Regions from separate parts of the Mus musculus genome. Here all the other regions are linked to region 3. A link is a contact called in public ChIA-PET and Hi-C data. All regions are on one chromosome and are shown on one strand. Each heading gives the region's core, a stretch centred on a gene start, on an enhancer-like site or on the middle of the called end of the contact. The rest is flanking DNA. Distances are from core to core; before and after follow the strand shown. Region 1 overlaps Ercc6l2 (excision repair cross-complementing rodent repair deficiency, complementation group 6 like 2). Region 2 has its middle 16 kb from the start of 1700024I08Rik. Region 3 holds the start of Ercc6l2 (excision repair cross-complementing rodent repair deficiency, complementation group 6 like 2).

What was found. A called contact is a pair of places that touch in the nucleus more often than the background predicts. ChIA-PET counts read pairs in DNA pulled down with a chosen protein or histone mark.
Region 1: a contact with region 3 is called in an RNA polymerase II ChIA-PET map of effector CD8 T cells, with 113 read pairs. The contact joins the enhancer-like site here to the promoter of Ercc6l2 in region 3. A contact is called at or near these places in 10 of 39 promoter capture datasets (the 3T3-L1 cell line, 3T3-L1-derived adipocytes, the HPC-7 cell line and 6 more), 1 of 15 datasets of contacts at CTCF or cohesin (CD8 T cells), 7 of 484 Hi-C or Micro-C datasets (the C2C12 cell line, CD4 T cells, CD8 T cells and 3 more), 6 of 115 datasets of contacts at active chromatin or transcription factors (CD8 T cells, effector CD8 T cells, embryonic stem cells and 1 more) and 4 of 9 other capture datasets (adipose tissue, liver, macrophages and 1 more).
Region 2: a contact with region 3 is called in a Hi-C map of adipose-derived mesenchymal stem cells, with 2.0 times the contacts expected there. The contact joins the enhancer-like site here to the promoter of Ercc6l2 in region 3. A contact is called at or near these places in 6 of 39 promoter capture datasets (the 3T3-L1 cell line, cranial neural crest, hippocampal neurons and 2 more), 3 of 484 Hi-C or Micro-C datasets (Sertoli cells, adipose-derived mesenchymal stem cells and nephron progenitors), 1 of 115 datasets of contacts at active chromatin or transcription factors (embryonic stem cells) and 2 of 9 other capture datasets (adipose tissue and pancreatic islet).

The regions. Positions count from the first base shown.
Region 1 is chr13:63,884,865-63,887,564 of GRCm38.p6, reverse strand. The region is part of intron 17 of Ercc6l2 (excision repair cross-complementing rodent repair deficiency, complementation group 6 like 2); the gene reads right to left. Among named protein-coding and RNA genes, the nearest start is that of Gm46423, 21 kb to the left of the region's middle. Within about 2 kb of position 1,289, at least 43 of the 459 cell types and tissues checked have an H3K27ac peak or open chromatin away from gene starts, as enhancers often do. A contact at or near this core is called in CD8 T cells, the G1E-ER4 cell line, Th1 cells and 4 more, where this site is marked.
Region 2 is chr13:63,748,810-63,751,608 of GRCm38.p6, reverse strand. No RefSeq gene overlaps it. Among named protein-coding and RNA genes, the nearest start is that of 1700024I08Rik, 16 kb to the right of the region's middle. Within about 2 kb of position 1,443, at least 52 of the 459 cell types and tissues checked have an H3K27ac peak or open chromatin away from gene starts, as enhancers often do. A contact at or near this core is called in adipose tissue and adipose-derived mesenchymal stem cells, where this site is marked.
Region 3 is chr13:63,813,898-63,816,705 of GRCm38.p6, reverse strand. Ercc6l2 (excision repair cross-complementing rodent repair deficiency, complementation group 6 like 2) reads right to left here and starts at 1,466. Exons shown (of 19, transcript NM_001013608.3): 1 at 1,189-1,466. The coding sequence starts at 1,231.

The DNA.
Region 1 (2,700 bases), core at 40-2,539, 71 kb before region 3:
CTTACATTGGTTATATACCATGAAAGTTATTTATCATCCTGTAACAATATGAAACAGTCAAATGTCCTTGGATAATCTGGATCTTATCTTTTTAGTATTCTTTTTACATTCATTTATTTATTTTGTACTCACATGCCAAGGCATGTGTGTGGAGGTCAAAGGACAACTTTCAGAGTCAGTTCTTTTTTCTATCACAAGGTCCCAGGGTTGCTGGCTTTTACCTGCTTGCTAAGCTGTCTCACTAGCCATCATTCCTTTAGTAAAGTACATGATCTGTAATTCAAAGCAATAGACCTAAGTCAAGGGCCTTACTTTTACTCAAGCAACAGTTTTTCAGTGCAGACTCAACTAAAAAAAAAAAGCTACAGATTTTCCAATATGAAAAGCTTAAGAAAACTGTAGATAGCAATCTTTAATGTCAGTATACTTTCAAAGGAAGGAATCCTTCTACCTTACAGCTCTATGATCACATTTGCATTTTTCTGTTTATTCGGCCACATATGGAATGTGTATATTAGAAAACAGCACTGTATAGTTCAGGGAATATTTATTAAAAAAAACCCAAAACCTCCTTTTATTAACATTAATTAAAATGTAATATAAATTTGAAGGTAAACTGCTAAAGAAAGGTTCTTACATAGAAATGAGAATTTGACAGGGAAAGGCCCTCTCATAACCACATCCTGTAACAAATGTATCAAGAGTTTAAAATCCAGGAGAGTAAAGAACTGTGGGTTTTTTTTTTTCTGTTTTCTTCTTTTCTTTTTAAACACAAGGGTTTTCAGTATAGCTGCAGGAGGCCTTAGAACTAATGATGTAGTCCAAGCTGGCCTTGAACTTGGGTACTTTTGCTTCGGCCTTGTGGTTATACAAGCTTGCCACCGTGATGCTAACTTTTGAAGATAATCATGAAGAGCCTTGTGGTTTAAATGAAAATGGCCCCTCTAGGCCCATAGGGATGGGTACTACTGGGAGGTGTGGCCTTGTTTGAGAAAGTGTCACTGGGCTTTGGGGTTTCTCTCTTCCTGCTGCCTGCAGATCCAGATATAGAACACTCTTCGATGCTGGATGCTGCCATGCTACCTACTGTGACAATCATGAACTAAACCTCTGAACTGTAAGCCAGCTCTAATTAAATGTTTTCCCTTGTAAGTGTCGCTGTGGTCATGGTGTCTCCTCACAGCAATAAAACCCAAACTAAGACAAGCCTCTAGTTTCTATTTTACAGAAAAGGTATTATGGATAATCTCTCTTGGGACTAATTCTGGAGACACATCCATAGCCAGCACACAGAATCTCCCCAGCTCACCTCATCCTACACATTGCAGAGGAAGGCTGCTCACAGTGGTGCACAGACAGGATAGCCTGTCTGTGGCAGGTTACCAGGAACTAGTGAAATCTTTGACTAGGTAGATGAGGAATGGATCTGGCTATGGCGCTGGTTCCTTTTAGGGCACACAAGAAAAGTGGATACCAGTCATACTGATGTCCTAAATCCAGGTGGTTAGCCAGTAATGGGAAACTGGAACTAAGTGGAGATTTTCAAAGGCAGTGGAAAGTCATGATGGTAGAAGGCTGAACTCAGAAAGCTGGTTCTAAGATGAACTGAGGGCCTGCCTATGCCAGTAAAGTCTGGGGCCTACAACTTGTTCCCAAAGCTAAACAGTTCTAAGCACACTCTAAGGTCACCATCATGTGTGGCCCTGCCTCTCCATCATCCTGATCACACCAAGTATGCCACGAAGAATACAAATCAAGTGTTCTTTCAGTTTCTGTTTTCATCAAGCCTTAAACTGTGAAGTCTGAAGCAGCAATGTTTTGTTTACACATCTGTTCAAACAAAAGACTTAAAAAGAGATCTCTTTGGTTAAGGGCCAAACTGTAAGCACACACAAAGGCATAAATTCGCTTATCTTTGCAATGCAAGGAACTGGGAGAGCTATCAAAACAGACAGAACAGTGAAAGAAAATCCATGCAAATGGCAGCTGGATCTAAAGTGATAAAACTGTTTAACGATCTTTGGGCAACAGTGAAAAATATTCAAATTAATTATGCAAGGTTATCATAAAGTAGGGTCTCTGTATTCAACAAAAACCTAAGGCTAAAACCTACTCCTGAACCTTAAACCACTGTCTAGGAAAAAACCAACTGGTTAGTGGATTGAACCCAAATATATACCAAAGCCACATTTTCTGCATATGTTCAAAACTGACAATCAGGCCTGAAAACACAAACATGTTGTGAGAGGAAGAGGGGACTGAAGTTGGAAACTCTAGCTCCTTTCCTCCCAGAAGGTACAATAGCTGCAATCTAAAGCAACTTTATTTTGTGTGTTGGCTTTACGGCAGGATCCTAGGCTAGCCTAAAACTCATCACGCAGCATAGGATGGTACTGAACTTACAATTCTGCTTGAGACTCTGGAGTGCTGGCATGATATAGATGTGCATCTCCATACCCAGTCTGTAGTAAGAAACTTCACAAAACTTGCCTGGCAGACGGCTCAGAAGACATAGGTGCTTGCTTCTAAACCCAATGACCTGAGTTCAATCCCCAAACCCCACACAGTGGAAGTAGAAAACCGAATCCTTCAAGCTCCATGTACATGTAACACACACACACACACACACACACAGACACACACACACAGACACACACACACACAGATACAGATACAGATAGACACACACACAGGGGGGGG
Region 2 (2,799 bases), core at 194-2,693, 65 kb after region 3:
CCAGTCTGTTGGACCAAGGAGCCAACCACAACACCAATAGATACTTCCAAGTCATGCTGGGGAATAATTACCATTTTACCACAGTGTGATGTTTTCCTGCCCATGAGTATGTGCTGCCAACCAGTGACTTAAATATTTTAACGTTTTAAGAATTGCACTATGTCTATGAGTGTTTTGTCTGTGCATGTGTACCACAGGCATACAGTTCCCAAGGAAGCCAGAAGAGGGCGTCTGAACTAGAGTTTCAGACAGTTGTGACCTAACATGTGTCTGGGAATCAAATCTGGGTCCTGTATAAGCACAGCCAGTGCTTTAATCTGTGAAACATCTTCCTAGACCCAAGTTTGCTATAAGCATATTTTTCAGTTTTTAGAGTATAAATTTTAGTTTGTTAAATTCATCCCTAATGAGTAAATGGAACTTATAAAAGGGAACTACCCTCTTAATTTCCTTTTCTAATTTAGTGTTGGAAGAAGGCACCCTGTGTCCACCTCTGGCTTCCATCTGTACATTTGTACATGTACCTGTACACACATGTCCACACACATAGAAGCATGCTTACACACACACAAAAAAGAAAACACTATGCTAAATGAAATAAACCAAATACAAATACTGTGTGATTCTACCTCCTGAACATTCTAGAATCAGTCAATTTATATATAGAGAGAGTTTTAGGGCCTAGCAATGTCCAGGGTAGGATAGAATGAGCAATCACTGCTTAATAGACAGTGTACTTTGGGTGGAGAGAAAGGTTTGACAAAAGAAGTGGTAATGACTACATAATAGCTTAAATATAATTACTGCCAATTATACACATAGAATGGCTAGGGAGAAGATTTATGCTTATGTACTTTATTACAGCAAAGCTTAAAGAGTACCAGAAAAAAAATTAGCAGTGGTAGGTCAGACTGGTTGTCACTGCTGTGAAGAAATACCTGAGACAATCAATTTGATTTCAGCTTTGATCGGGAGAATTCAGTTCATAGTATCTTGGCTTCACTGTGTTTAGAATTGTGGGTACACAAGACATCATGGTGGGTACATCATGGTGGGAGACGGCACTTTTTGAAGGGGAACACATGGTGGAAAAAAAAGCTGATTACCTCCTGAAGGCCAGGAAACAAAGAGGAAGACCCACTGGGTGCAGACTGTAAGGCTTGGCAGCAGGCATTTTACTTTCAGGGCCATCTCACAGGCCCCAAGACATATGTTTAAATAAACAACTAGAACATTTTTTTTAAACTACACAGTTACTGGCCATGTGTGTTTTAATTTTTATCTTTTTTGCAACCCTCTTTTCACTGGGCCCTCTTTCCTTGGACGTGTTTGTTTTCATTGGCCCACCAGCAGCAAATTCTTGCAGTCTTATAAGCATGCGGAATTGCTGTCATTGAGTTAGCAAGCGCTGCTCCATCTGTGAGTAAGGAGACCCACGGTATTCTCTCATGAGTCACTACAATATGGTTGCCAAAACCAATCAAACCAGTGCCAAATTCAAGAAGTCACCAGAGGACTTTCAGCAATTCACAGGGTTTTTATGGGGGAAAGGAAAATGGGGTGGGGAGAAGGTACATTTGCATAATTTTCTTCTTCTTTTTCTCATCTGCTGGTGACTTTCAGAAATTATAATCATCATTGGCCTGAAGAGATGGCTCTGCAGGTGTACTGTTCTTGCAGAAGACCTAGCTCAGTCCCCAGCACTCATGTCATAATGGCTTATAATCCCAGATCCAGGAGACCCCATGCCCACTGCTGAATTCCCTCATCCTCCTTCCATCCCCCCTTTAGCTTCTCTTAGTAGGTAACTTGTTGTCTTTTCTTACAGCTTTTGACACTGTTTCTTTTTTCTCTTCTTTTCTTTTCTTTTCTTTTCTTTTCTTTTCTTTTCTTTTCTTTTCTTTTCTTTTCTTTTCTTTTCTTTTCTTTCCTTTCCTTTCCTTTCCTTTCCCTTCCCTTCCCTTCCCTTCCCTTCCCTTCCCTTCCCTTCCCTTCCCTTCCCTTCCCTTCCCTTCCCTTCCCTTCCCTTTCTCTTCTCTTCTCTTCTCTTCTCTTCTCTTCTCTTCTCTTCTCTTCTCTTCTTTTCTTTTCTTTTCTTTTCTTTTCTCTCTGGGCAGGAGGGACTTACTGGTTAACTTTGTGTCTTACAAAGGGAGAAAAGTGTTGGGACTCCCTGCACAGGTGGAGGTAGGTGTGTCAGATGAGGGGTTCCCAATAGAGCAGGACAGCCAGGAAGAGGATGAGGAGCCCTGGATTCTTGTTCGTGACTCGCAGTCCAAGGATGACTGCCTTACACCCCTAGTCAGGCCTTGGTGGATGCCCTCTGCCTGTCTCCATACTTCTAATGACTAATTCTGCAGAAGGACTCCAGACATTTGGGAAATCCCACAGCTAGAGAGGGGCTTTACTGGTAGATCAAGATCTTGCTGTCCTAGAAGGTTCCAGACATCAATGTCACCGTGTGTGATGACTGAGGAAGGAGTCAAGGACCCTGGGCCCTCTGGGAAGGCAGATCTGCCCCTCCTGACCCATCCTGCCTCACAGTCACTCCCAGTGGCCTCAGAGGCTTGCAGGCTAAGACAGGCACTGCCAACAAGGAACTGAAAGTCCTGCCTCCAGGATGCCAGGCCTGCCCACTGTCCCTCACCTCCAAGCATTTTAGAGCTCTGTCAGCCCTGTCAGGGTCTGAGAAGCAGCCAGCCCAGCCAGAGTGAGGTGAGGTTGGAGGGATAAAACTCCAGGTTCTTCTTCCCTTTTTTCAAGACACAGTGGAACCTGGCAGCCTTCTGCTTGTCTCAC
Region 3 (2,808 bases), core at 217-2,716:
ATAATGATTCTGTTACTACAGAGATTGGAACTGCTGATCAAGGGAGGACTTTTCTCTGAAAGGTAGGACTGGGGGTATTGCTCCTAATGATTGGGATGCCTCTCTCAATTCCAAAGTGCCTTTTTTGTTTGCTTCCAACATAGGAAACATACTTCCTTCTTGGACACTCTTGAGTGATCTGTTCTTCCCATCAGCAATTTTCCCCCTAAAATACCAAAAGTGACTAAATCTTCTAATAGCATCAAGGAACAAACATAGCAGTCCCATCACTGTCACTTAGAAGATCCACCATTTGCCTTTAGCAGTCAGATTCATAAAGGCATTTCTATTTGTGGGCCCTTAATTATGACATGACCAATTTTTAGTCCTACGAGTTCAAGGTTTGTTGCTTACCCTGAAATTAGCATTGAGCACCTGCTTACTTTCATGAGATATCTTCCTCAAAGGAAGAGCAAGATTTACCCAATGATTCCTGGGCACAGAACACTCAGTTGTAAATCTGTTCTGTCAGGGCTTGAAGGTTGACTCCATCTGTAAGCCAACTTGCTGCTAATACTGCTGACCTGGATTCCAGCCTCTGAATTCATAAGGAGAACTGACTCACCCAAGCTATCCTCTGACTTTCACATGCCTGATGCACACATATACACAAAGTTTGTAATCTGTTATATCAATCAATTTTATTAATAAAAGCTAGAGGGCAAGTCTGCATCCCTGATGGCTTGTGAGATAACTGCACTTTCAAAAGCTCTTGGTGATCTACTAGAGGCAAAATTCTGCTTCAATACGCCATGTAAGTGAACTAAACTAAATAAATAGGCCTTTGATCATCTACCTAACAGATCCCTGCTATTGACTAATAACTGGCATATACAAAGACAAAAATGACATTTACTGAACGCCAAGGGTCAAAAGTGGAGTCACTTGCATCTCATCTCATCTAATAGTCACAAGAAGCAATAGTCCTCGTTTTACAGATGAGGAGTCTGTTCCCACTGCTCGGCGAGTAACTGTGAGGGACAGCACTAAATTCTTTCGTCCAGGCGGCTGAGTCGCAAAGCCGAGGACTTCCCGCGGGGCAAGAGTTCGAAACCCGCAGCTGTCAATCACAGGAAGCACGCGGGAGCCGCTTCCGGAAGTGCCCTGAAGACGTGTGCCTGCGCAGAGGCGCGAGCTCGGAGCTCATACCTTTGCGGGAGTCTGCGCGGGACTGCGGGGCGGAGATGTCCATCGGGCTAGGGGCAGGCACCCGGCAGCCCCGCCGCTCTCGGCGGCGAGGAGAGCACGGCACGTGGGCCGGCTGCCGGGCATCGCCCGCCCGGAGCGGGGGGCGCTATGTGGGGCCTGACGCGGCGGCGTCACCTCAGCGACCAGCCAACGCTCGCCAGAGCCCGTAAATCCCGCGAGAACGAGCGCCTCTGCGCTCCATCGCTCGCCTCCCTCCAGATATCGCGAGAAGATGGACTAGCCTTTCAGCGGGCGGAAGCGGCTTCCCTTCCAGACGAGGTCAGCCTCGCGCAGTTCGCGAACGTCCCAAATATCGCGAGATTTGGCATTAGTCGGCGACCTCGACCCTCTTCGCTGAGGGAGTCCACGACCTGAGGTGTGTGACATCCTCCCAGGGCGGAAAAAGACAGTGTGAGCCCTGCACAGACCATTGACACTGTGGTGGCCTTGTCGTCTAGGAGCTTCAGGAGGCGAGCCTTAAGAGGGCGTTTTCTTGGGTTTGCCTACTTTATCGTAACTCACTCGTGCACAAACAAGGCAACCCCTGGGGTTCGGTTTTCTTCGCCATCTGAGAAGAGCAGCGACTGTGCCTCGCCCTGAGAGAGAAGCACACACCACGCAGCCTGCTGCCTCCAGCACAGCGTTCTGCGCACGAGCTGAATGGATTTTGCCTGTCCCAACATCTCCTGAACAAGCTCGTGAAGCCAAATGTATTCTTCATGTCGAATTCTTGTGATTTTTTTTTTTTTTAGGCCACTGTGCCTGTGTACGGGTCTCGTAGAGCTAAAAATCCAGAAGTCAGAGAAATTGCATTCCTTCCTAGAAAGTGGAAGAATCTCCACTCCTTGGCTTGACCTCTTTCTTCAAAGCCAAGGATAGTGCATTTCCTGAGCCTTCCACAATGGGTTTGGGTTTTGGGGGGGTTTGTTTGTTTGTTTGTTTGTTTGTTTTGAGCTCACCAGAATAATCTTATTTTCAGGTGTACACTCATAACTACATCAGAAAAGGCCCCTTGACATGTAAGATAACATGTATGGGTTCCTGGATTTAGAGACACAAATTCCTCTTGGGGATCATTATCCTGCCTACTGGAGGATCTTATTTGTATATACTATATGCCTATTCAACAAAGAGATCTCCATTCTTTGCAGATACTACTAAGACTAGTAGACTATTTTCAAAGGAGTGCTATATTAAGAGTGTCACTTGTTTGCAAAGCAATAGGAAAAGCTTTATAAAGAGAAACATTTAGGAATATTGATTTAGCTAGTAACAACAGCCTGAATAAAGGGGAGTAACTGCAAAAAATAAAGAGTTAAATAAATTTTGGGGGGAGGCAGGGATTTTGAGACAGGCCTTCTCACTGCGTAGCCCTAGCTATCCTAGAACTCATTCTGTAGACCAGGCTGGCCTTTGCCTGTTGGTTTAAGATGTAAGGCCTTACTGAAACTACAAGTGATTTGATAAATCCAAAATAAACATTGAAATGAAAGAAATCACCTTGTTAAAGGAATATCCTTCTAGCTAACAAGACGACTCCTCACCTTTGAGTGTCTCTTATGTAACTGCATTGCCATGATT